7 separate regions of the Mus musculus genome follow, and all the other regions are linked to region 7. The links are chromatin contacts, called in public HiCAR-type, HiChIP or PLAC-seq and promoter capture Hi-C maps. All regions are on one chromosome and are shown on one strand. Each heading gives the region's core, a stretch centred on a gene start, on an enhancer-like site or on the middle of the called end of the contact. The rest is flanking DNA. Distances are from core to core; before and after follow the strand shown. Region 1 holds the start of Xrn2 (5'-3' exoribonuclease 2). Region 2 holds the start of Vsx1 (visual system homeobox 1). Region 3 overlaps Acss1 (acyl-CoA synthetase short-chain family member 1). Region 4 holds the start of Pygb (brain glycogen phosphorylase). Region 5 overlaps Acss1 (acyl-CoA synthetase short-chain family member 1). Region 6 holds the start of Entpd6 (ectonucleoside triphosphate diphosphohydrolase 6). Region 7 holds the start of Cst3 (cystatin C).

Region 1 (3,789 bases), core at 816-3,315, 1.9 Mb before region 7:
AGAGGGATGACCAGGGGTTCCAGCCTAACACTGTAGACTAGCATGTTCCTGTATATTTCCTTTGTTTTTTGACCCAGGCTACTCTCCTGCCTCTTCAGCCGTTTTAGTGCTAGGATTACTGGTGTGTGGCCTCTTTGCCAGACTAGGAAGTTTCGGTGCTTATCATTTTATGCAGCTTTGCCTTCTTTTTACATTTCAAAGTTCAAAACCACTTGTGATGGACTCTGGGGGAGGGGCTCAATGTAGCAAGCTGCCTGCTCCTATCCAACTGCCTATGAATTTGTGTTCATATAAGAACATAGCACAGCCGGGCGTGGTGGCGCACGCCTTTAATCCCAGCACTCGGGAGGCAGAGGCAGGCGGATTTCTGGAGTTCGAGGCCAGCCTGGTCTACAAAGTGAGCTCCAGGACAGCCAGGGCTATACAGAGAAACCCTGTCTCGAAAAACCAAAAAAAAAAAAAAAAAAAAAAAGAACATAGCACATCCCAGAGGACACAAACTCTTAAGAAGGGGCTATTTCCAAATAATATTCTTAAACACACACACACAAACACATATACGTGTACACACACATATGTGTATATATACACTATTCTAAAACTAAACATAGGCTAGCTACCTCTCTAAGCATTTAAGTTACCTCTACATTAGCATTTAAATGAAGTCATTAAACCATTGAGGAAGGGGCAACCTTTACTGCCTGACAAGCAGCAGAGAAACACTTTAGAGGTCTCTTAAGGTGAGCCTTTGTGATTGTGATTTGTCAGGCCTAGGGGGGATTCAGGGAAGAGACTTTCAAGCTTGAGCAAATGGGCAGATACCTCCCTCCTCTTTCTAGACTTCTTTCATATGCTGCAGGTGGGATGGGGGATATGACAGGGTACATTTGAAGCCACCAGAAAAGAAGGGATACAAATATCATGTTGGTTGAGAACAGAGGATTAAATGACCCTTGGTTAAAGTGAAATACAAGCAGTATGAATAAGCAAGCAATTTAGCTCTTTGATAACCCGTTATCTGTGTTACAAAAACAAAAAACCAAACCCCCCCCAAAAACGGTAGAGCAAGACCACAGGATGGGTGGAGTTGTTACACTGTGCCTGACTCAGGCAAACAATCACTGCCTCAAGGCCAGGCTGTTACTGCCCACATAGAAACAGGCTTCCTCAAAACAAGCCCCTTTTAGCTTTTTACTTTCCTGCCTGCTGCATGCACGTAATCTAATAAACTGCTTTTTCTGTTTGGAGAATATTTTTTACACTGGAGTCACCCAAATGACACGGCCAGCCAGCACAGAAGGCTCAACTGGTGATTAAATAAGAAAATTCTTTAGTTCCTTGCCTAAGCACATCACAGGTACTCAATAAATGCTAGAACGTGATATTAGCAAATTTTGGCTAGACTCTGCAACTGTTTAAAGTGACCTCGTTGGGCTGAGAGATGGCTCAGCAGTAAAGCGTTCATGCTGTTTTTCCAAAGTAGAGTTTGATTGCTGGCAGCCACAGCAGGCTGAATACTGCTGTTTGTAACTCCAGCTCCAGGGGATTTGAAACCTCTGGCCTCCACAGGTACCAGCACTCGTTCACAAAGCCACATGTACATATACACACATTGCGTAACTAAAAATAAATCTTAAACATATTTTTAAAAAGTTGCTTATGCAAAGCAGATTTTAAAAAAAAATTGCAAAACACTTGAGGATGCTTTTTCATAGTTCGGCCAGGCACAGCAGCATAGAAATGAGAGAAACCAGGAAATGGAAACTAGAGTGTAGATGCTTCTATTCAGCTCAAGACTGATTGTGAGAAAGGAAGTAAGATAGGCCACGCCTTTCCAAAGTCTCGGCCACACAAGGACTTTGCGGCTGCGGGCCTAATGTGGCCGGCGCTCTTGGCTGGATTGCCGGAGAAGGCATCCGCCAGGAGTCGGCTCTCAAAGGCTTTACCAGAGAACGCGGCGAGCCAGGTCTACAGCTCGCCCAGCCGGGCCTCCACTCCGGCAGTCTAAATGAACTTCCACTTAACCGAGCTCCTTTCCCTGCATCCCCCGCGGTGGTGGTATGACGTAACTTCCGGCCGCTGAACGCACGTGGGAGGAAGTGCTGGTGCCCGCGGCTGCCGCTCCTGCTAGTCTCGTTGGTTACACTCTCCCGCTGGCCCGGCTGCTGTTTCGAGCTGCCCGCTGGTCATGGGAGTCCCGGCGTTCTTCCGCTGGCTCAGCCGCAAGTACCCGTCCATCATTGTCAACTGCGTGGAGGAGAAGGTGAGGAGGCGGCCAGTACGCCGGAGTGGGGACCCGGCGTGGCAGGTCTAGGCCGAGGCCCTCGGGGATGGGCGCCCGCCCCAAGCTGCCTCACGGGCCGCTTCGCGGGTTCGCGGTTCCGGAGGCGGTCTGGGCGGAGCGAGGGCGAGTAGGGGGCTTTGGGGGCTTGGGCGGCTCCTCCCCCGCCTGCGAAGCGGGGCACCCCAGGCTCCGCCCACGGCTTTGTTCCCTCCGCGCCGCTCACTGAGCTCCAAAGGGCGCCCAGGCTAGTCAGCCCCCCTAGCGCGGGCAGCAAGGTTGGCAGGGTAGGGACCGCTGGTTGGTCCACTGTCTTGAGCCCGGAGTTCCCGTTGGCTGGATCGCTTGTTTTCCACCCGAGCCTGGCCATTTGTTGCAGTTAAGCGTGCGCGGGCAGCAGCTAGTTACGAAGGACTAGGCTAGGGGAGCGCTCTTTCTCCCTGGCGGGCTTTGCTGTACGAATGCCGGGCAGCTCGCTGTGTTTCACTTCCTGCCTCCGTTAGTTTGCTAGTTTACAGGCAGACTTTTAAGTCGTTCCGATTCGTGAGTGTTGCTTTTGTCGTTCGCGTAATTCTGTCGAGTTCGACTTTGTACTCTAAGTTAGAATTTCTGGATTGGAAAAGTTCCGGGCACATGTGTCCCCTCCCACTTTCGGCTTTAGAACCGCCTCTCTCCAAGAACCTATTTCTCCCGCTGAAGTTATTTACTTTCTCACTTCCTGTCTTAGAAGAAACCAAAAGCTTTGTTTTGGTGACAATCCTAGTATATTTTTGTGTTCTCCAAAGACAAATTGCTAAGCTGAACCATTATTTCTTTATAAACATTGTGTTCTCCTGGGGGGGGGGGGTCTTCCAAAGGGAGAGCCACTTTTTCGTAACAGACACTTTGAACTGTTTTGGTTGTGTCTCTTAATATGGTTAAGTTTGATTTATCGGTTTTAGGTCTATCTAATTTTGGGTAGAAGAGGAATTAGCTATTTATTCACCACCACCCCAGTTTTTCTAATGCTAATCCATAAATCTGACGGTAAAATTTGTAATTTAACGGAGAACTCGTTTAAACGTATATCGGGCCAAGGCGTGGCACATACTTTTACTCCCAGCACTTGGGAGAGAGGTAGGCTTGAGTTTTGGAGGTCAGCCAGATATACACAGAGTTCAAAGCAAACCAAGGCTTACGTAATGAGACCCTCTTGCAAAACAAACAAAAATTCTATCGCCTATACAAAGTATCATTTCTATTTCTAAGATTGATGTTATTTCCCCGCACCCCCCCCCCCAGCTGTTTAACTTTTTGGTTCCCCTGTACATTTTAGTTCTCATTCAAGATTGTCAAACCTTTGACCATACAAGCTTCGATAGAAGCAGTGTTGTTGGCTGTTTTTAATTGTGATTGTAGTTTAGGCTGTTTATCTTTTATTCGCGCTAGCTCCTCCCTTACCCCCTCCCTTTCACCCCTAGTTGGGTACACTTTATACCTTTCCCCATCCAAATTCTTTTATCAGGCAT
Region 2 (3,774 bases), core at 216-2,715, 1.8 Mb after region 7:
ACCTTTCCCTTTATTAATATTAGGAGAAGAAAGAAGCCACCCTATGAAGATAGCTTTTTGGAGGGGGCGTTTAAGGGCACAACAAGTAGAGGGTTTCGTCTCATCCTTCAGAGACCCTGGCCAGCCCCTCTGTGCTCTACGGGCTCCATCCACTCTGCTATCCTAGCCCCGTGTTCTGTAGGACAGTTTCGTTGGGTCCGTGGTTTTGTTGTTTTGGGTTCTTGCATAATTCTCTCCCCTGGAGCTCGCATCCCTGGGCTCTCAGTTTTTTGCCCCGTGGAAAGAATGTCTTTGCTTCCTTCTCTTTTCCCACAATGCGCCAAGATTTCCTCCTCCCCTAGAAAAATAAGTAGACCCCGAACCGAATGTGAATCTACCTAACTACACCAGAGTGAGTGGATGGCTTCTCTCACCTGCCGGTATTGGGTAGAAGGCGATAAAGAGAGAGAGGCTAGAGACCCAGAACTTCCTTCTCAGCACCGGGTGAGGCCGAGAGTTCAGCTTACCACCCAGCTTCTTAAACTACCAGTCAGTTCTCTCCACTCTGCCTTAGGGATGCAAGACATAGACACCGGTCCTCCGGATTATCCGCCACCCAAAACTGGTACTAAGTGCTGAGAGAAAGGGGCTGAGAGATGGTCACAAGATCCATCGGAACCCTTGGTGGCTGTTCCCACCTGCGGTAATGGGGCTTGGTAATGGGGCTTGGGAGGAGAGGCTGCGGGAGAAATCGGCAGGAGGTGCAGGGGTCTGCAAGGACTGAGATCTCTCTGGGAGCGAGCAGGTAACCCAGGTGCTTCTGGACCTTTGAAGGGTTGGAGGCGGGAAGCATTGACTAAATTACCCGACGTGGAGACGCTCTCGCTGCGCTGCTGGCTGCCGAGCGCAGGCGGCGGGTGGACCGGGCCCTGGGCGACAGCAGGCTCGGGTCCTGCAGATGGCAGAAGCCGCAGGTCGGCGAGGAGCAGGCAGCGCGCACGAGCGGCGGCGGCAGCGGAAGGGGGCTGCGCCCCGAAGCCGCAGAGGAGCCCCAGGCCCAGCGGGAGAGCCCCGCGAGCAGGGCAGGAGCCGCAGAGTCCTGGCCCCGGTCCCGGTCCCGACCCTATTGCCTCCGCTGGATCTCCGCTGTTGGATCTTAGCCCAGGCTCCGCCGGAGTTGGCAGGTCTGCCTCCAATCCCAGCAGGTCATTGATGGCAAAGCTTCGAAGGCGAGAGCCGGTGGGAGGACAGCCTGGCGCCAGGGCTCTACTCCTGGAGCGCGCATCCGAAAGCCCATCCCGTCCAGTCATGCTTCTCAGTCCTCTAGGCTAGGAGCCGGAGTTGAGTCCTCTCTGGCCACCTGTGCAGAAGAGGCTAGCTCTAGGCGACCCCTTTTATGCTGGAGAAGCTGTCCCTGAGACCTAGACAGCCTAGAAGGCGCCAATCAGCAGGGAGCAGACGCATCCAAGCTCCCACCAGCAGGTTCAGGCGCCATCAGCTCCCCTCCCCTGAGTTGTTGGCCTCCCAGCTGCAGTCTTCCTAGCCACCCCTTTCTCTCTCCAGCTGTCCCTTACCCACCCCACCTCCATTCTCTGGAACGAGAAGAAAAGTGAGCAACAAGGGTTGTGTTGTCTCCCCTCTCCTATGAAACCCACAAGTTCCACATTCGTAATGGGTCTCTCTTCTGGACACCCCTGGCCTTCAAAAACCTCACACTCCCCACTAACCTGTAAGATCTAGGGACGGTTCCGAAGCGCGCGCGCGCGCGCACACACACACACACACACACACACACACACACACACACACCACTACCACCCAGACTACACTGGCCAGTCTCTTCAACTCCAGCACCCAGTCTGAAAATCCCTGAAGAAAACTTGACATTTTGTATTTAACCCACCGCCGGCCAATCTACAGCCAAAAACTCTTCCCTCACTGGATCTTTAAGGGCTGGACAGTAGAGTGCAATACAGGCCCAAACTGGCTTGGTGCTGCGAAGGGGCAGGAGATAGGAGGAGAGGGAGATGTGGACTGGGAGGACTAAAACCTTGGACAGGCTTAACAGAAATATACACAACCCAGTGAAAATTTAATTTCACGTGAGCAATGGCTATTGTTTTAGTATAACGGTGTACCATATTTGATTCAGCGATCCTAAATGAGGTCAGGGATGTGGAACTACTCACGGAGACTAACAAACTACCGTTCGGATTTATGATTAGTCAAAGGCAACCTGACTGGCACGTAGGAATTCCAAATTTGTTGAAACTGGAGCTAATTAAAACGCATAGGTGGGGGTGGGAGGGTGGAGAAGTGGCTCAATGGTTAAAAGCACTGACCACTCTTGCAGGGGACCCACAGGGCAGCTTACAACTGTCTGTAACGCCAGTGCCAGGGGATCTGACCCCCTCACACAGACCTACATAAAAACAAACAAACAAAAAATCATTGCATATAAACAAACAAACAACTCTGGGCCAGCCCTTCTGACTCAGTCTCCAGCCCAGACGCCTACCCTCTCTTGGGGCCCCTGCTCGCTTGTGCTTCTGGAAATTGCCTGGCTTCCAAATCAGGCGGACAGATAGCCGAGCTGCAATTTTGGGGGACCTACGGAGCCGTGGCTGGGCTTCCTCCACCTGGAACCCCGTCAGAGCCCCACACAGCGCATCTCCCTTGCTGTCTTCACTGTTTGAGGGCGCCACCACTAAGCCAGAGGATTAAACAAGGGGCTCTAAGAAAGACAATAACAAGAGGCTGCGCATTAACTTTCCATTATTAAAAGAAGACCCAAATCTCCCCTCCAAGCTGTTCTCCCGGATTAGCAAGCCAGTAACTTTCCTTCGGGATAATTGTCCATTGAGTCACTCGCTAGAGGGGTGGATGAGTGGGGAGAAATCTTTTCAGGTCTGCCAGGAATGTTGCTCAAAATTCACCTCTAGATTTAGGGGAAGACATCAGAAATATAGAGACTTGCCAATTAGCAGCTGTGTGCCTTCGTAAATCCAAATTTCGGCTTGCAGCTAAGAAAGATACTCACTAGGAGTGCACTCTTTTGTAGCCAGAATAGGTGACTCAGCCCGGATCACCTCAAACAGAAGAGGCTGCAGAGACCTGGCCACTGCCTGTAGCCAAGGTCCTGCGCTCTCCTAGATTCTACCTCAGGGTGGAAGGTCACCCAGATGACAGACTCCCCACACTCCAAGTAGATGCTAGAAATACAAAGCAACCAAAAGGTTGGGGGTAGGATTTCATCCCCTGGGGATAGTCCAGAGCAGATGTTTCCAACTCCTTGAGGAAGATCTTATCAAATAAACCCGTTCTACTGATGAGAGGTTACTCAAACAAGTCAACTTGTCTCATGGAACAAGGAAAGAGAAATGGGAATAGTGAGGCAGAGCCAGGCTGAGGAAAGAGCTGGGCTAGGGCTCTGAGGGGTTACAGGATCCTGCTATTCCTGAACAGAAGCAACCCCACTGCTGCCTGCTGCCCAACTGGCAGGATGGTGTGGGTCTGCAGGAACTCTGGTAGGAGAGCTGGATCTTTGGGCACCTTTCTGGCAAAGGAAAGTGATATCAAAGAATTCTCTCATAGGGCCTTCAAGGTGGCTCAGAAGGTAAGGTATTTGCCTCTATCCAATGAGTCCTGAACACACATAGTGGAAGGAGAGAACTTACTCCCGTCCTGTTCCATAAGTGAACACCCTGGCATGCGCGAGTCCCTCCAACATACAAAATAAGAAGTGTGTGTGTGTGTGTGGGGGGGGGGGGGGATTACTGACTGGCTGTCATGGTC
Region 3 (3,816 bases), core at 948-3,447, 1.7 Mb after region 7:
TAGACACAAGATTGTGTATCAGCATACTGGTGAGCACATAGCTGTTTTTACTTCAAAATTTTGTCCCCTGAGGCTGGGGAGATGGCTTAATCAGTAAAGAACGGGCCACATAAGGATAATAACTTGAATTCAGATCCCTAGCACTTGGGTAAAGAAGCAAGCATGCATGGTGGTACATGCCTATAATCCTAGCACTGGGGAGGTAGAAATAGGAGGATCCTTGGAGCTTGCTGGCTAGCCATCCTAGCCAATCAGTGAGCTCCAGGTTCAGTGAGAGACCACGTATTAAAAAATTCAGTGGAGCAGGTGTCCTTATTACATGTTGGAGCATCTTCTGGGTATATGCCCAGGAGTCGTATAGCTGGGTCCTCAGGTAGTACTACGTCCAATTTTTTGAGGAACCACCAGCAATGTGCCTGATATTTTGCCTAAGAACTTCATGAACTAAGAACTTCATGAACTAAGAACTTCATGAACTAAGAACTTCATGATAATAGTGGAGTAGTACTCCATTGTGTAAATGTACCACAGTTTCTGTATCCATTCCTCTGTTGAAGGACATCTGGGTTCTTTCTAGCTTCTGGATATAATAAATAAGGCTGCTATGAACATAGTGGAGCTTGAGATTCCACCTCACACCAGTCAGAATGGCTAAGATAAAAAACTCAGGACAGCAGATTCTGGAGAGGATGTGGAGAAAGAGGAACACTCCTCCATTGCTGGTGGGATTGCAAGCTGGTACAACCACAGCAGCTGAGGGGACTGTGAAGACAGACCTGGATTGCTGATTCCTGAGGCAGGGATGAAGGGCTGTGGAAGAGCAGGTTAAGAGCCAGAGCACTAGAATCTAGCCAAAGCTTCAGGTCCTCGACAAACTAGACCCACGAGTGCTTGGAGGAAGTGAGGACAAACTCCAAATGTGTTCAAGCAGCTTGACACTAAGAACTGTGAATAGGTTATTCATGAAGTACAAATCTGTTCGAAACCAGTAGCATCACACTATATGTAAATTTCCCTCCCAGCCCTGCAGGCACTGAAGGGCTGGCAATACCTGATGCTGAAAGCTGATGCTGGAGTACAGAGGCCAGAGGACTCAGAGAGAATGCTAAGCATCAGACACCACACTGGGAGTGCCCTTGAAGAACCCACATGCAGGCAGAACAGCTGAGACAGAGCACAACCCAACACATAGCCTATCCCATCTAAAGCTATCCAGCTGCAATGCAGCTTCCTTGACCTTGTTCCTATTTTCTAGGGTTCACCCAAGGGCTGATAGACCCCCAAGGACAAGGCAGAAGGTGGCTGGGGTCACAGGCCACTTTCAGCACTTTTTGCCCTCTCGGGTTCAGTCAGGACTGAAGTATTGGCACTGTCTTGGGACTTGGGAACATTGAACCTTCACAGCTTCCAAATGGTGGGAGTCTACCAGGGCACTGAAGATCCTTGAACTATGGAGATATCAAATGCAGGGACCCCAGAAGTGGGTCCAGATCCCTATGCAAATGAGGTACCTTCACAGTTACCCATGAGGAACTGTTCCCACTGTTACCCCACTCCCTTCTTGATGATATCTAGACATTGCCTCGGCTGGAAGGTGTCCCAAACAGCTCTCCCACATGCCTTTGTTCCAATAGCAAAGCCACAGGCACCTCAGTTCTATGGTTTCTAAGGATGTTGTTTTTGAAGCACTTGATTGATTTTTAAATTTTGCAACAAGTCAGTTCAAAGAAAGTATCTAATGGGACTGGAGCGACGGCTTAGCAGTTAAGAACACTGGCTACTCTTCCAGAAGACAGAAGTCCCATTCTCAGAATTTACACGTCAGCTAATAACCATCCATAAATCCAGTTCCAGGAGATCCAATACCCCATCTCTCTACCTCTGCAAGTACCACACACGTGATGCACAGATATACATGCAGGCAAAACATCCATAGACATTAAATAAAGATATCAAAGAGAAAGAAAGGCAGTATCTAAGGTACTGTGGTGGAGCTCGGTAGTAGACTGCATGCTTAGCATGTTTGAGGGCTTGGTTTCTAGCTGGGACATGAAAAAGGTTAAATGTTTGGTTAAGCATGCGTGTTACAACAGCACATAAGTGTAGACAAGAGTCGGGTGACACTTGGAGCACACTGTAACACAGAATGTCCCTAAGAGGAGAGAGAACACTCAATCCCAGGCCACTTCACAGGGCATACAAGGTCATTTTGTGTAGAAATGACCTCATAGGTGCTTAGAATATGGCCATGTCACACCAGGCCACAGAGTCTGCCATTGCAACACTCAAGTGTCCTTTCTAGACACAGCCACTTGGGAATCAGCTGGCTCTGGGGAAATTTTCTTTTAAATATATCATTGATTTAAGAACATTCTGGTAATTTACTCTGCCCTCCCTTCCCATGTCAATTATGCTATGGGATGTCAAGTTTCCCCAGCATCTCAGGGAAGCACACGGACTGCTCTAGGGCATAGCCTAGTGCACAGGTATAGCAGCTACAGAGCTGGCACGAGTGCTGAAACCAAGCGGGTGGGTGGGCAGGAGGATATGTATGTGGCTTAGAAAGTGCCCCAGTTAGAGATACTGGAAACAGAGGAGACTTCTCAGGCTCAGCTAGGGTCCAAATATATCATGGTTTCTTATGGCTGAATGTCCTTAAAGGTCAGTAAATCTGGGCATTTTGTATCTTAGACTATTACCTTGATCAGTGTCCTCATCAGGAAGGTAACAGTATAGCCCATAAGGCCCTGTGACTGTATTCTGTTGTCTTTTTATTGGGGCACCCTGCTGCACATGATCCTCCACTATAGAAAGAAGGGGGGACACTCACCTTCTCCTTTGATATCATGAGGGTACCCAATGACAGCAGTCTCTGGAACAGCGGGATGGTCAGCCTGTGCAGAACAGAGGGCAAAAGGCCCTGAGATGACTTGGGGTTTACATTCCCATCCCGACTCTGAGATCAACAGATGCATCATGAGAATACCAGGCAAAGTAAAAGGCAGGCTGGGCTTAGCTTACCATTGCATCCTCAATCTCTGCAGTCCCCAGGCGATGACCACTGATATTGATGACATCATCCATGCGCCCCGTGATCTGGTAATAGCCACCCTCTGTCCGGTGAGCTCCGTCTCCAGTGAAGTAATAACCTACACAGTAGTGAGGCATCCAAGGCCAGGGGCTCTGAGTCAGGCCCGGCACAGTCCAAGTTCCTAACCTGTTATCTCCCTCCAACAACCAACAAATAAACATCTCTCTCAGTGGTCTAATGAGAGGGCAAGTGGCACGGAGTCTACGTCATATGAATGATGTCAAGAATGTTAATGTCCAGAAAACAGAAAACAGCAGGGATGCTCATAAAGATGAATGGCAGCTGTAACCTTGAGACTGAAAGTTGCTACCTCCAGCAAGGCAGAGACCTCGGCAGCCACACAAACTTCCAACCCAGGACCCAAAAGAAACGTTGAGAAGAATGGGAATGTAAACTATGGAACACCCAGCCTCTGTGACAGCTTCCCAATCATGTCTTATCACTCATTTCTTCCCCATTATCTTCTATGATGTCCATCCCAGGCCAGAGCCATGGATATACTCATGTTCATCCTGGCCCTTACACAGGGTCCGCATGCCCACCCGATCTCCCAACCAAGATAAAGAAGGCCTGAGAAGTAAAGGGAGGGTCCAGAGACAGACTCACTTTCACAGAGCTGCCATGAATTTAACCAGATCCCCTATCTATAGAAACAAGACTCCAGGAATCCCTGGAGAAGACACTGGGATCTACCCTAGCTGCTCACCTGGGTACGCTCTGAAGTA
Region 4 (3,786 bases), core at 429-2,928, 1.9 Mb after region 7:
GCAACCTTTATCTCCATAAGCAGGACCGTCTGCATCCCCATCAGCTAACCTAAAGAGGCAAATGAAGGCAAGTCACTGACCTCACTATGTGGGGAAAGCGTCTCCACAACAAGGGAAGGCAGTTCTTCTGGGGCCAAGGGAGTTTACAGGAGGCAGCACTGTATATCGATGACCAGAGGGTCTCATCCCAGAGCTCCCTGGGAAAGAGTGCCAAGCGGCAGCTTTGAAAGCTGCTCCCCACATATGGTGAAGGGTTATGTGTCTCTGTCAGAGAGGCTGATCTCTAGCTATAGGGTATTCCTTCAAAAACTATATATATTCATGTATGAATGTATGTCTGTATAATTTTATGATAGCTTGGTGTCTGGTTATGTAGGAGTCAATTGGATTAAAGTTTTACTTAGGTAGGTTGAGTCCTGCCTTGTTAAAAAAAAAAAAAAAAAAAAAAAACCACCCACCCTTTATCTGGAAAACAAACATTTGCCAAAACTGCCTGAAGGGAAGGTTGTCACAGAGGACTAAGGTCATGCTGAACCTCCTCTTACAGTTTGCTAAGAGAAAAGTTCTTTTACAGTCCAAGACTACTGTTATTTGCAATTCCTGTATGCCTTTTTATTGCTACCTGCCTGATACATATTATTGAAATTATAATGTATTCTTATATAAAACCATTTGTTTCTGCAATTTATGTTGCTGTAAACACTCCTAACTAAACTCCCTTAATGATTAAGGGATTCAGAGACCACTCTGAGATGGTCCCCTAGGCAGGCAGTGTTGCCTCCTGACCTATAAACGGTAAGAAATTTGGGCTGGCCTAAACCCTTTCAGAACCTCAGCTTGCTTCCCTGCTCACCAATGAAATGTTTCTCCTTCTTCTCCTTGTGCATGGCTGACTTCTTTCTGGATGGAATTTTTCTTTAACAACCAGAAAGGTTGTGATTGATAGTAGCCTCTGCCCATCCTTGGAGAGAATGCTGTATACTTAATTTGCAGCAGATTTTTTGTGTTTGTCACTGCAGCCTAGACTGGCGATTTGTATTTTGAGGAGTTCCATGCAGTTTGTTCTCCAGAGCTGAAGTGGTGTCATGGAGGCACAAACATTGATATGACTTATGAATTTTTAGTTTTTGCACAAACAACGTTTTTTTCTTGCGTGTGTTTTCAGAACCACCTGTCAGCTTGGCGACGAGTCCCAGCAGGTATTGGGGGCTGTCTGTCAAGCGTGTGCACACTTCTCTGAACGTTTAACAGAGCTCAGCTACACCTGAGCACCCAATGCAGTCCTAAAAAGGGCATCTGGTGATTCTGTGCAGAGCCAGTCCCTGCAGCCCCGGAAACTCCAGGAAGTCCCTGAATGGCAAGAGTTTGCCTTCCAGTGTGGCAGGCGCAGCCACTGGTTCGGTTTCTACTTTTGCCTCATAAAAGTGGTAAATCTTAGGTATGGGGAAGCTGCAGTCCGGTTTTTCCAGCCCCAGACACACCAGTAAAGGAATAAACCATTTCCCCTCGAGCGTCCACGTTCTCTTCCCGGCTGAAACAGCCTGATTGACGGGCTCTTTCTCCGAGGCTCCGCCTCCAGATCAGCCCACGCCCATCCACAGGGCCCGGCCCTCTCGCAAAGCGCAGGCGCAATCCGTATGAGCCGGCCTCCGCTGCAGTCCTTGGCGCCAGAGACACCGCAGCATCCCAGCGCTAGAGTCTTCTCTGCTCGCTCCAGGGCCGTACCCTGTCCTCTGCCTCTTCTGGCGCCATGGCGAAGCCGTTGACGGACAGTGAGAGGCAGAAGCAGATCAGCGTGCGTGGCATCGCGGGGCTGGGCGACGTGGCCGAGGTGCGGAAGAGCTTCAACAGACACCTGCATTTCACGCTGGTCAAGGACCGCAATGTGGCCACGCCCCGCGACTACTTCTTCGCTCTGGCACACACAGTTCGCGACCACCTAGTGGGCCGCTGGATCCGCACGCAGCAGCATTACTATGAGCGGGACCCCAAGGTGAGCAGCCCGCCCTCCCTGGGAGGGAGACCGAGCCCAGGGCAGGGCGGGTCCCGCCCCCCCCCCCCTCCCAAGTATCGCCCACGGGCCTGGTCCCTGTTGCACCACGGTCACCTGCGACCAATGAAGAGACAGTAGAGTTATGCATCCTCCTTCGAAGGACCGGTGCATACCCTCTCTTTCGGGTTTCGTTTTAATTGAGACCCATCCCCCTGCTCCCCGGCCCGCAGTCCCCAGTCCCTAAGTATGGCTTTGAGTGGCCCCTTGTCTTCCACCGCAGTCAGTCCCCCACCGGTACGTTGTCTGGAATCTGGCTGTATGGAGCCAGGCCTCTGCCCACGGCGGAGTTGCGCATCCCAGAGAAGTGCTCTAGGGGTCTGCTCTTGCCGGCGGATTTTCCGGCTGTTTTCCAGCTGTGGACTTCCGAGATGGCTTCAGAGTTCATGCTTCCTCTACTCCCCCACTCCCCTCCCCCTTTTGTTTTTCTGCAGCCCCGAGCGAAGAAGATGGGGGACTGGAACTAGATCCGGTAGTTTTATGAGTCGGAAAGGGGTGAGATCAGTAATCTGCAGGGAATTGCCCCGCCCCGTGCTCCCCACCCTACCCCCTACTCCGAGACTGATGAGAAGAAAATCACTTGTAATGCCTGCCTGAAACAGGAGAGGGTCCGAAACTCAAAGATGGAATCCTCGTGGGGAAGGCTGCCTTTGAGGTTTCCACCTTGACAAAACTTGTTAGCAAGTTGCTTTAGAAGTTGTAGCATTTTTTCTGTTTTGCAAACCTTTATTCTTAGTAGGAAAACAAAATACACTGAACGGAGCCTTTGACAGTTCTCACCACCCCAACCCCCAAAACTTCTCAGCTCTGTCTGCTGGACTGCTAACTCTGTGCAATTAAGCTGGCTTCAAACCCACGGAAACCCACCAGCCTCTGCCTCCAGAGTGCTGGGATTATTAAGGCGTGTGCCAGCTCCACCAGGTCCCCCAGTCCTCCTTATTCTGTTCCGTTTATGTTTCCAGGTAATTGCTGTTCCTAAATACACAGGTATGCATATTTGTATGCTGCACAATTTTGTGGCTTTTATTTCATCCGAAACCATTTGTGGCTTCACTCATAAACAGGGCTCTGGGTCAGTAATACATACTGGTGCTTTTAAGCTTATGCAGGTATCATATTTTTACACATCCCCTGTTGCAAGAATTTCTCTCTCTCTCTCTCTCTCTCTCTCTCTCTCTCTCTCTCTCTCTCTCTCTGCATTTGGTATGGAGAATTCTGCCTATCTTGTATTAAGACAGAGTGAAAACTAGCAAGGAAAAAACTCTTGCCTATCTGGGGCCAGTTAGTGATGATCTGATTTGCCATAGAAATCTGGGCACCCAGCTGGGCGGTGGTGGCGCACGCCTTTAATCCCCACACTTGGGAGGCAGAGACAGGCAGATTTCTGAGTTCAAGACCAGCCTGGTCTACAGAGTGAGTTCCAGGACAGCCAGGGCTATACAGAGGAACCCTGTCTTGAAAAACAAACAAACAAACAAAAAAAGCCAAAAAAACCAAACCAAACAAACATACAAAAAAGAAATCTGGGCACCCAACAGCTGTCTTAGTGACAGAGCTTTTTAGAGTAATTTTTTTATAGGGCATTAAAGTATATTTGATAATTGCTAAGAGTAAAAATTAATTGCTTTCCAAACTCATTCTGGGGCTTTTTCCCTTCCTGAAATAAAGATGCTGAGGACAGGCTGTTAGAATGCTAGTTGGGCTTCTTCATAGTTAGTATGCAAGGCAGCTTCTAA
Region 5 (3,589 bases), core at 590-3,089, 1.8 Mb after region 7:
AGCAAGCAGACATATCTACCCAAGAAAAGCTAATGTAACAAGATCCTAATAGGCTCCCCATGCTTTGGAATAAATGACCTTATAAAAGAGTCCAGCACTAAGGGGACTGCAGGTCCTAACTGTGACTGATGTCCCAAGCATCTTTAAAGGCGTCCCATAGATAGCAGCTATCATTACAGAAAATGGGCTAAGAGGTGGGCAAAGAGTGAATGCAGACAGTTCCATAACTGCCCTTTTCTTTTTCTACACTGGGTATTGCACCCTGGAGACTTCACACATATAAGGCAATCGCTCTATCACTGACCTGCACACACAGTTAACTTTATTTATTAAAACAGACAGTTTTAGAGATAAATGTTTACACACTGTTCTGTGGCTAGAAGCCAGAGCCTTACACATGCAAGGCAAGCACCCTACCACTGGCGGCTCACACCCTTAATTCTCTGATGACTCCTTAGCAGAGGCAGGCGCTCACGGGTCTCTTTCCCAGGAAGGAGAACACAAAATGCCAGTTTGTCCTAGGTACTTTGCAGGATCTGATCTTTGGCTCTAAGGAAATGTGACCTAAGGGTCTGTGGGGGCTCTGAGCAATCCACCTGCTTTGTGGTCACTAGCCGGCACAATAGCGGGGGCAGATCTAAGAAGGGTGCATGATCAACCACAAGACAGCTGCTGCCCTTTGAGGTCCAGACATTCACTGGGGCCTGAGGTTGAGAGAGACCTAGAAGAAGGCAGGCCAACCGTATATCATTGGTACAACCAACACCACCCACCTGCTATGTGCTACCCCCCTCCCCCTCCAGCCACACTCGCTTCCCAGTGTGAGCACAGGAAGCCTCTCCCAGCATGGTGCTAGCATCAGGGTGATCCATCACCTTGTACCACCTCAGCCTAAAATGGCTGGTTCCCTAACTCAATTTCTCATTTTCTTCCTGCCTTATAAGAGCAATAACTAACAGCAGTAGTATGCCCTGTACCCAGAATTGTTCCGAGCCTTCAGACAGAAGAACTTTTGTAATAGCTTTCTGTCACCGAAACAAACTACCTGAGACAATCACCGTAGTAAAAGAAAAGGTTTGTTTTGGGTTCTTGGTTTCATACTTATTTATTATTTCATGGTTATTTCTGTTGCTCTGGACCTGTAGTGGAGGCTCAGTACATCACAGTGAGAGTATATGATGAAGCCTTCCATGTCAGGGTGACAGGGAGAAAGAGGAAAGGAAGGGGGAGGGGGACACACTAAAATCCCAATATCTCCTTCAAGAACATGCCCACAATGACCTAAAGACCTCCCAGTAGACTTTACTTCTTGAAGAGTCTACTACCTTTTACCACCATAGGCTGCACACAGTACTGTTGACAGATGGGTCTCTCAGGGTGGCAGGGGTAGGGCGTGGGGTGGGGAACAACAGTCAAGACTTAAACTTCAACTGCCAAACGATCTGTGGGCTCTGAGCTCTCTTTCTCCATACAAGGAAACTGAGTCACATGAAAGTTAAGCTGTTTTTTTTTTCTCGGAGTTATTCAACCAAACAAATTAGAGCCGGATGTGAACTCAAGCGTGAGCTAGCTCTAAAAGCCTGGCGCTTACCCAGCGCTCCTCAGGAACCTTGGTACCACGATAATTTCCATTCTTCCTAATATAAAGTGTCTCCCAAATCAAGATTTCCCCCATCAGCACAATAATGTTATTACCGTTCCTCTTGAGCTAGTTTGCTTTTAAATGCTTATTTGTTTTATAAGAGGACTAGGCTGAGTGGAGACAGCCTATGCTGAGCACGTGTGAGCACTGAGTTCCATTCCCCGGTGCAGACGATGGGAAGGAAGGGAAACAGAAGCAGATTTGTTCAAAAGGGAAGTTAGGGACTAAGGAGATGGCTCAGCAGTTAAAAGAGCATACGGGTCCTGCACAGAACCCAAGTCCAGGTCCCAGTACCCACATAGGACTGTCACACTTGTGACTCCAGCTCCACAGAGGATCCAAAGCCTCTGGAGTCTCTGAGCACCTCCACTCACAGGTACATCCATACGCAGAGACACGCAATGCTCATAATTTAAAAATAAACCTTCTGGAGATTGGGGAAGTTGGTAAAAGAACGGATTGAAGTCGACCGCCCTGGAAGCTAGATTTCTTTGTACCAACAGAATGGAGGAGAGGTACAGGGGAGAAGCATAGCACCACAGTCAGCACCTTCTGTCCCTGGGATTGCCCCGGCCATGTCAGGTCACATCCCACGTGCCTGACCAAAGCCAGCAGGCTGTCAGCCAAAATTATACCCCCGCAGGATAGAAGTATCCAGTCAGACCCGAAAAAGACTGTTCTCGCTATGGACTGATTTTCTCTTGTTCACCTCCCGTTTATGAAAAAGAAGTTCTCTTCCTTCCTGGCCCAAAGCGCAGCTCACACATCCCAGAGGAGGCAAGTGCTAACGCAATAAGCACTCAAGAGGCTCCCTGCAGGCTGGAAGCCCAAAGAGCTGGTGGGATCCCAGCATGGAAGCCAGCAAAAGCAGCTGGGCCTGGAAGAACACTCCACCCTGGATGGCAGACTTGTTTACTGCTCCAAAACCACACAGGGAGTCCTTTTCCTAGTGAGACGCGAAAGTGAATGTAGCTATTAATTTTCTAAAAACAATCACTTTCCCGGTAATTAAAAAAAAAAAAAACTGACAAACCCACAGGATGTTTCCATTTCCCATTGTAACTCCTTTATATACCAAGTTTTACACTGTGTGCTTCTCATTTTCCATTGAAACTCACTGATATACCATGTTTTACACTGTGCGTTTCTCATTTTCTATGTTTTTTCAGTGCAACTCACACTGTAGAACATGGTATATGAATGAGTTGCAGTGAAAAACATGGAAAATGAGAAATGCCACCTGGTGACAATCCAGCAATCACTCTTCGCAAGTTCTTGTGGCAAAACAGAGAAGCTGAGGACCCACCGAAAGTTCCAGACTAGGCACAAGCTGGGAGTCAGTCTCTATTGAGGCTTTCCTGTGAGTCCACAGAGCACTGCAGTTTGACACTTAGAGAATGGTCTCTGGGAAATATTTATTCCAGCAGACACTCCAGGAGTCAAATCTAGCCTGGGTGCTCTCCCTGCCTCTTGAAGCAGCTTGGGGAAGGAGAGAAGGAGAGACAGCTCCTATGACCTTGTCACGCTGGCAAGTATTCCAAAAGCAGCTTTCTTGGGAAGACAGTCCTGTAGCTCGGCTGATTTCAAACCCCCATTCAGGCTCCCTAAACAAGGTGTTGAAAGCTAAGTACAGAATCAGTGGTATGGATTCTTAAGTAAACTTGTCTTGCTGCCCCAGGACGCTCCTCAAAACAGCCTGTGTCCTCCAACCTCTGTGAGAATGTCTATATAAATAACTTAAACTAAGCTTTTCCCCCATCATTAAAAAACTCGTCAGTCATATAATTTCTATTTACTACCTGGGAGGTGGGGAAGAGCAACCACAAGCCTCTTCTTATTCCAGTTCTGTCGATTCCTGTTCCTGGTTGAATGACTTCTCACCCTCGCTTTCAGATGACCGTGAGTTCTGTGGCATCTAAGAGGTTGGTCCCTCTGCCCTTTGGGATA
Region 6 (3,506 bases), core at 990-3,489, 1.9 Mb after region 7:
GGGGAGAAGCCACTACTATGGGCAACGAGGGCTCATCCTGCTGTGGACTCTGTGAAGGGCAGACAGAGATATTTATCTACACTCAGTTAAGAGCTGCTATGAAGCATATGTACTGTCCACTGCTTACCACCTTGTCTCTGCCTAAACACACAGCATGGTAAGACTCAACAATCTACATCAAATGTATTTATATCCTGTAGATAAGCAGCCAGGGACCACAGCCTCCTAAGCACATAGCTAGCCATCCCCCTCTTCCATTAAGATCCAGAAAGGCTGCTAGGATAAAAAATGTCTCAACAGTACCTGCCATCTACTTGTACCTCAGAATTTGAAAAGCAGACCACTCTGGATTTTATTCGTTTATTAAGAGGACTCTTAATGTTCTGAACTAAAGCACTGGAGAAGACACTGTTTCAATAAGAACTCTTTCTCAAGCTCCCTCCTGCTCAAGATGTTGCCGAAGGTTGTTCCAAGACAACAGAGAACTTGGCTGTAGTTGCTTCTGGGAAAGTTAGCCTTTATCTCCTTTGCCATCTAGATTGTGCTGGCTGTCATAAGCACTAAAGAGAACTGCAAAGAAATGGCAGTCATAATGGGATCTCTTTACTACCATTAGAATGTCTATACCATAGGCAGGGTCAGGTTGTAGGCTCCTTATATGCAAATACCAGGTGCTGGGCAAGCACTATTGCTCAGAGCAGATGACATCATTTGCTCTTGGGAAGCTTACACTTCAGTAGTAAAACAGAGAACAAACTGTTGGGCATGACTTATACTGTGAAGGAAATACACAAAGAATGGTAGAGAATAGCTCGGAGAGGTCCACTGTAAATGAAACAGTCTGAGAAGGTGGCATTATGTTATTTTAAAAGTGAGAAAAGATCTACAAAAGGAAATGCCTGAGAGAATAGCTTTCCAAGTAGTGAGTATGACCACTTGTAAAAACTAAGACAAAAATTCTAGAGAATTTGAGAGAAGTATTGTGAAAGTGGAGAAGATGGTAAAAGATGTGAAGGCAGAAGACAGAAGCAGGGTCCTTACAGGTCCACGAACAAACTTCAAAACACTAGAAAATTAAGTCAAAACTGTGAGGTGCAGTTTTTCTACTACAAGTTAGCAAAGAACCCAGCGTTTGGAAGGACTCCACCGTTGAAGACGTGGGGAACCCATGCTTTCACACATTATTTGTAAGAGTGTTAATTAGTACAATAACTGAAGAGAAAATTGAGTCGTATCTCTGGAGTTGTATTCAAAGAGCATATAGTTTATCATAGCCAATTCCAATACTAAGACTCTCTCCCACAGCACATCCATAGTGAGTAGCAAGATAGTCAGTCCTTGGGATGCTGTAGTGCTATGTACAACAAAACAGCCAGGGAAGTGGGGAGGGGAGAGCTTTTAAGATCCGCCAAATAAGAGACCATATAGACTTCCGTTGTAATCAGATCTTGGTGGTTTTATTAAAGTGAGACAAGGCAAGGTCCAATGAGCTGCTCACATGCTGTTTACAATAGTTTCGCGGGACTAATAGCGATTGCCAACCCTACTCTCACACAGTATCCCCGCACTCTGTGGTTAGCATCCACCCACTCACTCCCTGAGTACCCCATCTTTTCATTAGAAATCCTTGCTTTTAGGCTTTCCCAGCCGATAGACAGGGATGTCCTCCAGGAACAAGACCAGTGTCCTGCACCCCAATGTATAGATGCCATCACGTGGGCAGGAAGAAGCGGAGTCCTGGTTCGGTGGGGAAAAGACAACTTGGGAGATATTCAGACAAATGAATTAGGGACATACATCCAGAGTCTCGCTGCAGTTAGGAGCTGACAACCTTGTGGCTTCTAGGAAGACATCAGAAAATATGGCCAAGGATAAAGGACGCTTGATAGCACCGCATTCTCTATTGTGAATGCATATCCTATCACGAATTCCCTTGAAAGTAAAAGAAGCAACTCGGGTGTGGAGGGATGCAGGAGGAAAGCCTACAGAAGGACGAGGTGATGGATGAGATTGAAGTAACTCCTACTCTAGTCAAGACAAGGCTCTGTTCCTCCCACACCTCAGGACTTGTTAGAAGGATCCAAGATAAGCAGGAGCTCCAGAGCCCCCTACTGGCAGAAAGAAAAATAAACACCCAAAGAGCACATGGCTATTGCGCCTGCGTGGCTGGCAAACGCCATGGCACACGCGCATCAACGCCGTCCTGCCCACCCGGTGACGCAAAGTGCACGTAGGCGGAGACAGCTTCTCGGCGTCTGCTGGGGTTTGCTTCCACGCGTTAAGGCTCTGTTGACGCGGACCGGCGCTGGAGAGCTGGGCGCGCGGTGTGTGGTCGCTGTCTGCCTCCGGCTACGCCACTACCTCTCCTGCGGGGCCGAGGGAGCCGTGCAGGGTAAGCGGGGCCAGCGAAATGTGCTTGGCCCGGAGGACTGACTACGGTTGGTCTCCCCACGCGCGCGAGGGACGGGGTTCCCCGTGGTGCAGTTCCAATGCCTGATACCTCCCTGGGCCCGGAGACAGCTCCGGGGGGAGGCCTCGGGGTCACTTGCGCTCTCGGTCCATTCAACTGGCTGTCTTTCCGACCCTGCTGCGTAGCCCTCGCACGTCTACAACACACCGTGGGACTCGTGAGCTATGCTGTAGGCCAAGCAGCAGGGGTCTCTGCCCGAGTGTAGCCCACAGCCCTGCCGCGTCCATTCATTCTGCTGGCTTGTGCTGACCCGCCCCCAGCAGAACCAGGCCCAGGCGCCTCCCCTTCTGCACTGGATAGCCCAACTGGGAGGCTCAGGAAACCGGGGAAACCCTGTGTTCTGATTGTGTGGAAGGTGGGAACGGTGGTGACATGGAAGAACTTACCAGGGGTCAGGGTGGTTCCACCTGAGTTGGTGTGTGGCCACAGGTGCTTCAGGTTAAAGGAGAGAGAAAGGTCCAGATGTAGACACCCAGAATGTAGGACAGGGAGTCAGTGAGAACACATTTTTATTTTAAAAGCATCAGGAAGTAATTGGTTTTGAGACAACATTGCTGAGTAGGTCACAGTGGACACAGCCCTTCACCCTGAGAGTATATCCCCCCCCCCCCAAAAAAAAATCAGTCACCTGAAAATACCTGGTCCTTTTGTGTCTCTGCAGATCCTGTGTGGTGAGGGGCGTAGGGAATGCTCATAGCCAGAATAGGAAACTCTCAGACAGTGAGGAAGGAGCTTCCCTAGGGAGAGGCAGAGGAATGTGATTACAGGATCTCTCCTGGGGTGCTGCAGAGCCATGAAGGGGGCTGAATACCTAGCGTTGAGGGGAGGTTTCCCCATCCCTGTTACCAGCGTTTTAACAATGTCCTTGAAAATAATGCAGCAAGCATAAAGGTAAGTCTGAATATTGCCCGCCCCCCTTCTCCTGCCCTGGAAGAAGTGTAGACTAAGATGGTGTGTATCTGAGTCCCATCTGGAGCCTCATGGACAGAACGAACCTGAGAGTTACACAGCTCTCTCTCTGTGTACTTAGGTCTGG
Region 7 (3,351 bases), core at 702-3,201:
TGGGGCACACCAGATCAACTTGTCAGAAATGGGAAGCACAAACTGAGGGACATAGGTCGGGGTGGAGGGGTACAGGGCTCTGTGTATTGATTGCCCCGCAGGACCAAAAACAGCTCTGGATTTGGGAGAATGTCCTGATTTTCCTACTAGTTAAAGGAGACCTGCAGACCAAAGAACCTACAACTCCTTATACTTTGCTCCATCTGTTGCCACAATTAAGAGGTGCACTGGCCCTCAAGGTCCAAGGCAGCTGGGAAGTGGAGTTTTCTCAAGGTTGATCCCAGCAGCAGGAGAAAAAAATGGAGCAGGATTTAACTCGTTTGTATTTTCAAGAGAAGGTAGAAATGAGCTCTACACACTGGCATACAACTCTTTGTCGTCTAAAACCTGGGCTTCCTTTGGGTCAACTTTGGGGCTTTAGCAGCTCCTGCAGCTAGCTCCTCTGTCAGAGTCTAAGTCTAAGGTAGTCTGTCCATCTACTCAGTGGGTGGAGGGTGATTAGAGCTATCTTGGGGGGTAATTAGCAAAACCCCTGAGGGATATCCCGAGGATATTCCAGGGCCACAAGAAGAGGGAAGCAAGGCTTCTTAGAACAACTAGACAGCACCTTCTGAGAAGACACAAGGGGACCTGCCTGGTGACCTGCACCAACATGACAGCCAAGAAACTCAGACACCAATCTACACAGTTATGTGTCCCTTAAGGATAGAGGCTCCTTCTGAGAAATGTGCCCTGGCCACACTGTGTACAAGCTAATACGGCTGCAGCATCAAGGGGTTGTTTAGCTTTGAGGTTCACCCATCACAAACCGAGTCATGGCTGAAGGGAGCCTGACTGTGTGGTACAGGACTGATCACCACAGCTGTCTGGACCATTCTACAGTGCTACCAAAACAGCAAGGCAGCACAGGCAGTGCTCAGAGAAAAAGACAGGCTGCCAGACTGGATAGAAATGGCCCTTGCTAGCAGAGTCCATAGTGGAGACCAGCAAACTGAGACTTTGAGTGAAGGACCTGAGTGTTCGTGGGTTCCCAATTTTCCAAATGGAATCTTGGGTATGTAGAGAATGCCCTTGTTTTCCGGAAGTGTTGACTCTGAAAGTATACACAAAAATAAGTGACTATAAACACACACCCACGTACACGTGCTCCTGAGTAGAGCAAGGAGATTGGAACATGGCCAAGTGTTTACTGGAAGGATGGGGTGAAATCTGCCGTCTGTCAGAATGAGTTTCAAGTAGCGCGATTAAGTGAAGCCAGATCATTAGCAGTTGACATTGACCCCAGGCGGCTAAGGGAGGTGAGCTCCGCCCAGGGAGCGTTTGACCTACATCCTTAGTACCTTCTCTGGGTGGCCTTTTGGAAACAGAGCTAGGAGGCCCACCCGCTGGGCTCTTCTGAGTTCCAGAATAAACAAAAGATGAATGTTAACACAATGAGTAGACCAGAGAAGAAAGGAAGAGAGAGGACCGCTCCCATAAGAAGCAAAGGTGTTGATTAACAACTGCAGATGCAAACCGCGCCCTAGCTAGGGGTGCCTGGGTGGGAGCGGCCTGGAGACGTCGGGAGAGCAGGGGACAGCAGGGACACGTACCTGCTTACGAGCTCTCACCACCTGTATGGCGCGGCTGTGGTACGCATCGTTGCTGCCCTTGTTGTACTCGCTCACAGCGAAGTCCAACGCTCGCCGCACGCCTTCCTCATTGGCATCTGCCTCCTCCGGGGCTCCCAACATTCGCGGGCCTTGTTTTGGGGTCGCCGCCCAGGCCACGGCCAGGACGGCCAGCAGGAACAGCAAGGAGCGCAGCGGGCTGGCCATGGTTGGCTAGGACAAAGGGATAAAGCTCCAACAAGACTCTGAGTTGGTGCAGAACAGACGCTGCTACTCCGTGCGACTTTTACCCAAATGCGAGCGTTAGGGACCCGCCCGCCTCTCCTGGCTCCTCCTTTTCCGGCGGCCACCCTCCCTTTTCCGTCTGCCCCCTAGCGGGCCCCGCCTCCTCTTCCGAACGGCCCCGCCCTCCCTCTGCTTCAGTCAGCTGCTAGTCTGTTCTTGCCTTGTAGGTCAGATACCTCTTAAAGAGCTGCCAGATTCCCATTCCCTGCTGAGCCTCCCCTCCCCCATCCCTGCCCCGCCTCTCCCTTCCTTCTTCACTCTTAGCTTTCTGTTCTTACCAGTTCCTCTTCTGTGCCCTTTTCCACAGCTTCCCCTTTTACTCCAAGTTCCCTGTTTCATGAAGTGTGGTTTCACCAGAGAAGTTGGTCATTGCTCTCTGGACCCTAAAATGCCAGTGACATCTGAACCCTGTTTCTCCAGAAAGGAAAAGGGCAACGAGTCTTTAATTTCCTGCATCTTCAAAGTTCAGCCTCGATCACTTGATGGAGAGCAGGGTCACTATGTGGGAATGCTCGGAGCAGGGCTATTATTTCATTTTCCTGAAGGCCCTGTCCTAAGATACTTGTCAAAGGAAAATAAATTGATCTTGGGGGAGTGGGGAAGTGTGCAGCATTCTGTGTAACTACTCATTATCCTTAAAGAAACCATCCTAGGCTTCTTCCTAGACCAGGCCACTCTAGGGCCTGGAGATACCACAGGAGGCCAAGCCCCGAATGGATATTGTAACAGGCTGCCCAGTATATCCATCTAAGATGAACCCATGTGTCTTTTATGCTTCCTAGTAGACAGGTTAAAAACTACGGTATGAGGCTGGGTATGATGGCGCATGTATTTAATTCCAGTACATGGAAGGCAGAAGTAGGTAGATCTGTGTTCAAGACCAGCTTGGTCTACATCTCTGGTTCCAGGCCAGCAAGGGCTACACAGTGAAATCTTAGAAGAAAAAGAAGAAGGAGGAGGAGGGGGAGGGGGAGAGGGAGAGGGAGGGGGAGAGGGAGAGGGAGGGAGAGAGGGAGAGGGAGAGGGAGAGGGAGAGGGAGAGGGAGAGGGGGAGGGGGAGGAGGTGGAGGAGGAGGTGGAGGAGGAGGAGGAGGAGGAGGAGGAGGAGGAGGAGGAGGAGGAGGAGGAGGAGAAGACAGGGCTACACAGTGAGACCCTCTTGTTAAAAAACAAACAGACAAATCAGTGATAACAAAACCCAAATATTGAAGTCTTTAATACGTTTTATTTAACCTATCAAATGTAATTTCAATATATAATAATAACTCTTAAGGAAACAGATTATATTCCTTAATGTGTATAGTAATCCTTTAGAGTCTGTGTATATTTGTAACATTTAGGACCAATGTTCACTCAGTCTGACCCCCCTTTCCACATCTGCTAACTGCTGATGCTGGTGGCTATAGTACTGCATAAGGTTTAAGCTTTAAAGTTTAAGGTTTGTGCTAGTGGTAGT

What was found. Promoter capture Hi-C pulls out the DNA fragments that hold promoters and counts their contacts. HiCAR-type assays count read pairs that join an accessible place to other places. HiChIP or PLAC-seq counts read pairs in DNA pulled down with a chosen protein or histone mark.
Region 1: a promoter capture Hi-C map of pre-B cells shows a contact between it and region 7. The contact joins the promoter of Xrn2 here to the promoter of Cst3 in region 7. A contact is called at or near these places in 2 of 39 promoter capture datasets (the C10 cell line and pre-B cells) and 2 of 115 datasets of contacts at active chromatin or transcription factors (astrocytes and bone marrow-derived dendritic cells).
Region 2: a promoter capture Hi-C map of hippocampal neurons shows a contact between it and region 7, with 2.7 times the contacts expected there. The contact joins the promoter of Vsx1 here to the promoter of Cst3 in region 7. A contact is called at or near these places in 5 of 39 promoter capture datasets (the C10 cell line, cranial neural crest, hippocampal neurons and 1 more), 1 of 484 Hi-C or Micro-C datasets (B cells) and 2 of 115 datasets of contacts at active chromatin or transcription factors (bone marrow-derived dendritic cells and large pre-B cells).
Region 3: a promoter capture Hi-C map of the C10 cell line shows a contact between it and region 7, with 7 times the contacts expected there. The contact joins the enhancer-like site here to the promoter of Cst3 in region 7. A contact is called at or near these places in 7 of 39 promoter capture datasets (the C10 cell line, the HPC-7 cell line, cranial neural crest and 4 more), 1 of 484 Hi-C or Micro-C datasets (B cells) and 1 of 115 datasets of contacts at active chromatin or transcription factors (bone marrow-derived dendritic cells).
Region 4: an H3K27ac HiChIP or PLAC-seq map of bone marrow-derived dendritic cells shows a contact between it and region 7, with 12 times the contacts expected there. The contact joins the promoter of Pygb here to the promoter of Cst3 in region 7. A contact is called at or near these places in 3 of 39 promoter capture datasets (cranial neural crest, hippocampal neurons and pre-B cells) and 4 of 115 datasets of contacts at active chromatin or transcription factors (bone marrow-derived dendritic cells, embryonic forebrain, extraembryonic endoderm stem cells and 1 more).
Region 5: a contact with region 7 is called in a HiCAR-type map of astrocytes, with 8 times the contacts expected there. The contact joins the enhancer-like site here to the promoter of Cst3 in region 7. A contact is called at or near these places in 4 of 39 promoter capture datasets (the C10 cell line, cranial neural crest, hippocampal neurons and 1 more) and 3 of 115 datasets of contacts at active chromatin or transcription factors (astrocytes, bone marrow-derived dendritic cells and neural stem cells).
Region 6: a promoter capture Hi-C map of neural stem cells shows a contact between it and region 7. The contact joins the promoter of Entpd6 here to the promoter of Cst3 in region 7. A contact is called at or near these places in 12 of 39 promoter capture datasets (the 3T3-L1 cell line, 3T3-L1-derived adipocytes, the HPC-7 cell line and 8 more), 2 of 484 Hi-C or Micro-C datasets (CD4 T cells and LSK cells), 2 of 115 datasets of contacts at active chromatin or transcription factors (epiblast stem cells and large pre-B cells) and 2 of 9 other capture datasets (liver and macrophages).

The regions. Positions count from the first base shown.
Region 1 is chr2:147,010,934-147,014,722 of GRCm38.p6, forward strand. Xrn2 (5'-3' exoribonuclease 2) reads left to right here and starts at 2,066. Exons shown (of 30, transcript NM_011917.3): 1 at 2,066-2,263. The coding sequence starts at 2,189.
Region 2 is chr2:150,687,672-150,691,445 of GRCm38.p6, forward strand. It overlaps Vsx1 (visual system homeobox 1), which reads right to left and starts at 1,466. Exons shown (of 5, transcript NM_054068.2): 1 at 845-1,466. The coding sequence starts at 1,289.
Region 3 is chr2:150,621,969-150,625,784 of GRCm38.p6, forward strand. Acss1 (acyl-CoA synthetase short-chain family member 1) reads right to left here. Exons shown (of 14, transcript NM_080575.2): 10 at 3,798-3,816; 11 at 3,022-3,149; 12 at 2,831-2,894. The region is part of intron 1 of Gm52532 (a long non-coding RNA gene); the gene reads left to right. Among named protein-coding and RNA genes, the nearest start is that of Gm52532, 8.8 kb to the left of the region's middle. Within about 2 kb of position 2,198, at least 1 of the 459 cell types and tissues checked has an H3K27ac peak or open chromatin away from gene starts, as enhancers often do.
Region 4 is chr2:150,785,118-150,788,903 of GRCm38.p6, forward strand. It overlaps Pygb (brain glycogen phosphorylase), which reads left to right and starts at 1,679. Exons shown (of 20, transcript NM_153781.1): 1 at 1,679-1,993. The coding sequence starts at 1,751. Gm30141 (a long non-coding RNA gene) reads right to left here and starts at 1,635. Exons shown (of 3, transcript XR_375102.4): 1 at 854-1,635.
Region 5 is chr2:150,646,257-150,649,845 of GRCm38.p6, forward strand. All of the region lies in intron 2 of Acss1 (acyl-CoA synthetase short-chain family member 1), which reads right to left. The region is part of intron 1 of Gm52532 (a long non-coding RNA gene); the gene reads left to right. Among named protein-coding and RNA genes, the nearest start is that of E130215H24Rik, 19 kb to the right of the region's middle. Within about 2 kb of position 1,840, at least 40 of the 459 cell types and tissues checked have an H3K27ac peak or open chromatin away from gene starts, as enhancers often do. A contact at or near this core is called in astrocytes and pre-B cells, where this site is marked.
Region 6 is chr2:150,746,842-150,750,347 of GRCm38.p6, forward strand. It overlaps Entpd6 (ectonucleoside triphosphate diphosphohydrolase 6), which reads left to right and starts at 2,240. Exons shown (of 14, transcript NM_172117.5): 1 at 2,240-2,392.
Region 7 is chr2:148,873,561-148,876,911 of GRCm38.p6, forward strand. Cst3 (cystatin C) reads right to left here and starts at 1,952. Exons shown (of 3, transcript NM_009976.4): 1 at 1,593-1,952. The coding sequence starts at 1,817.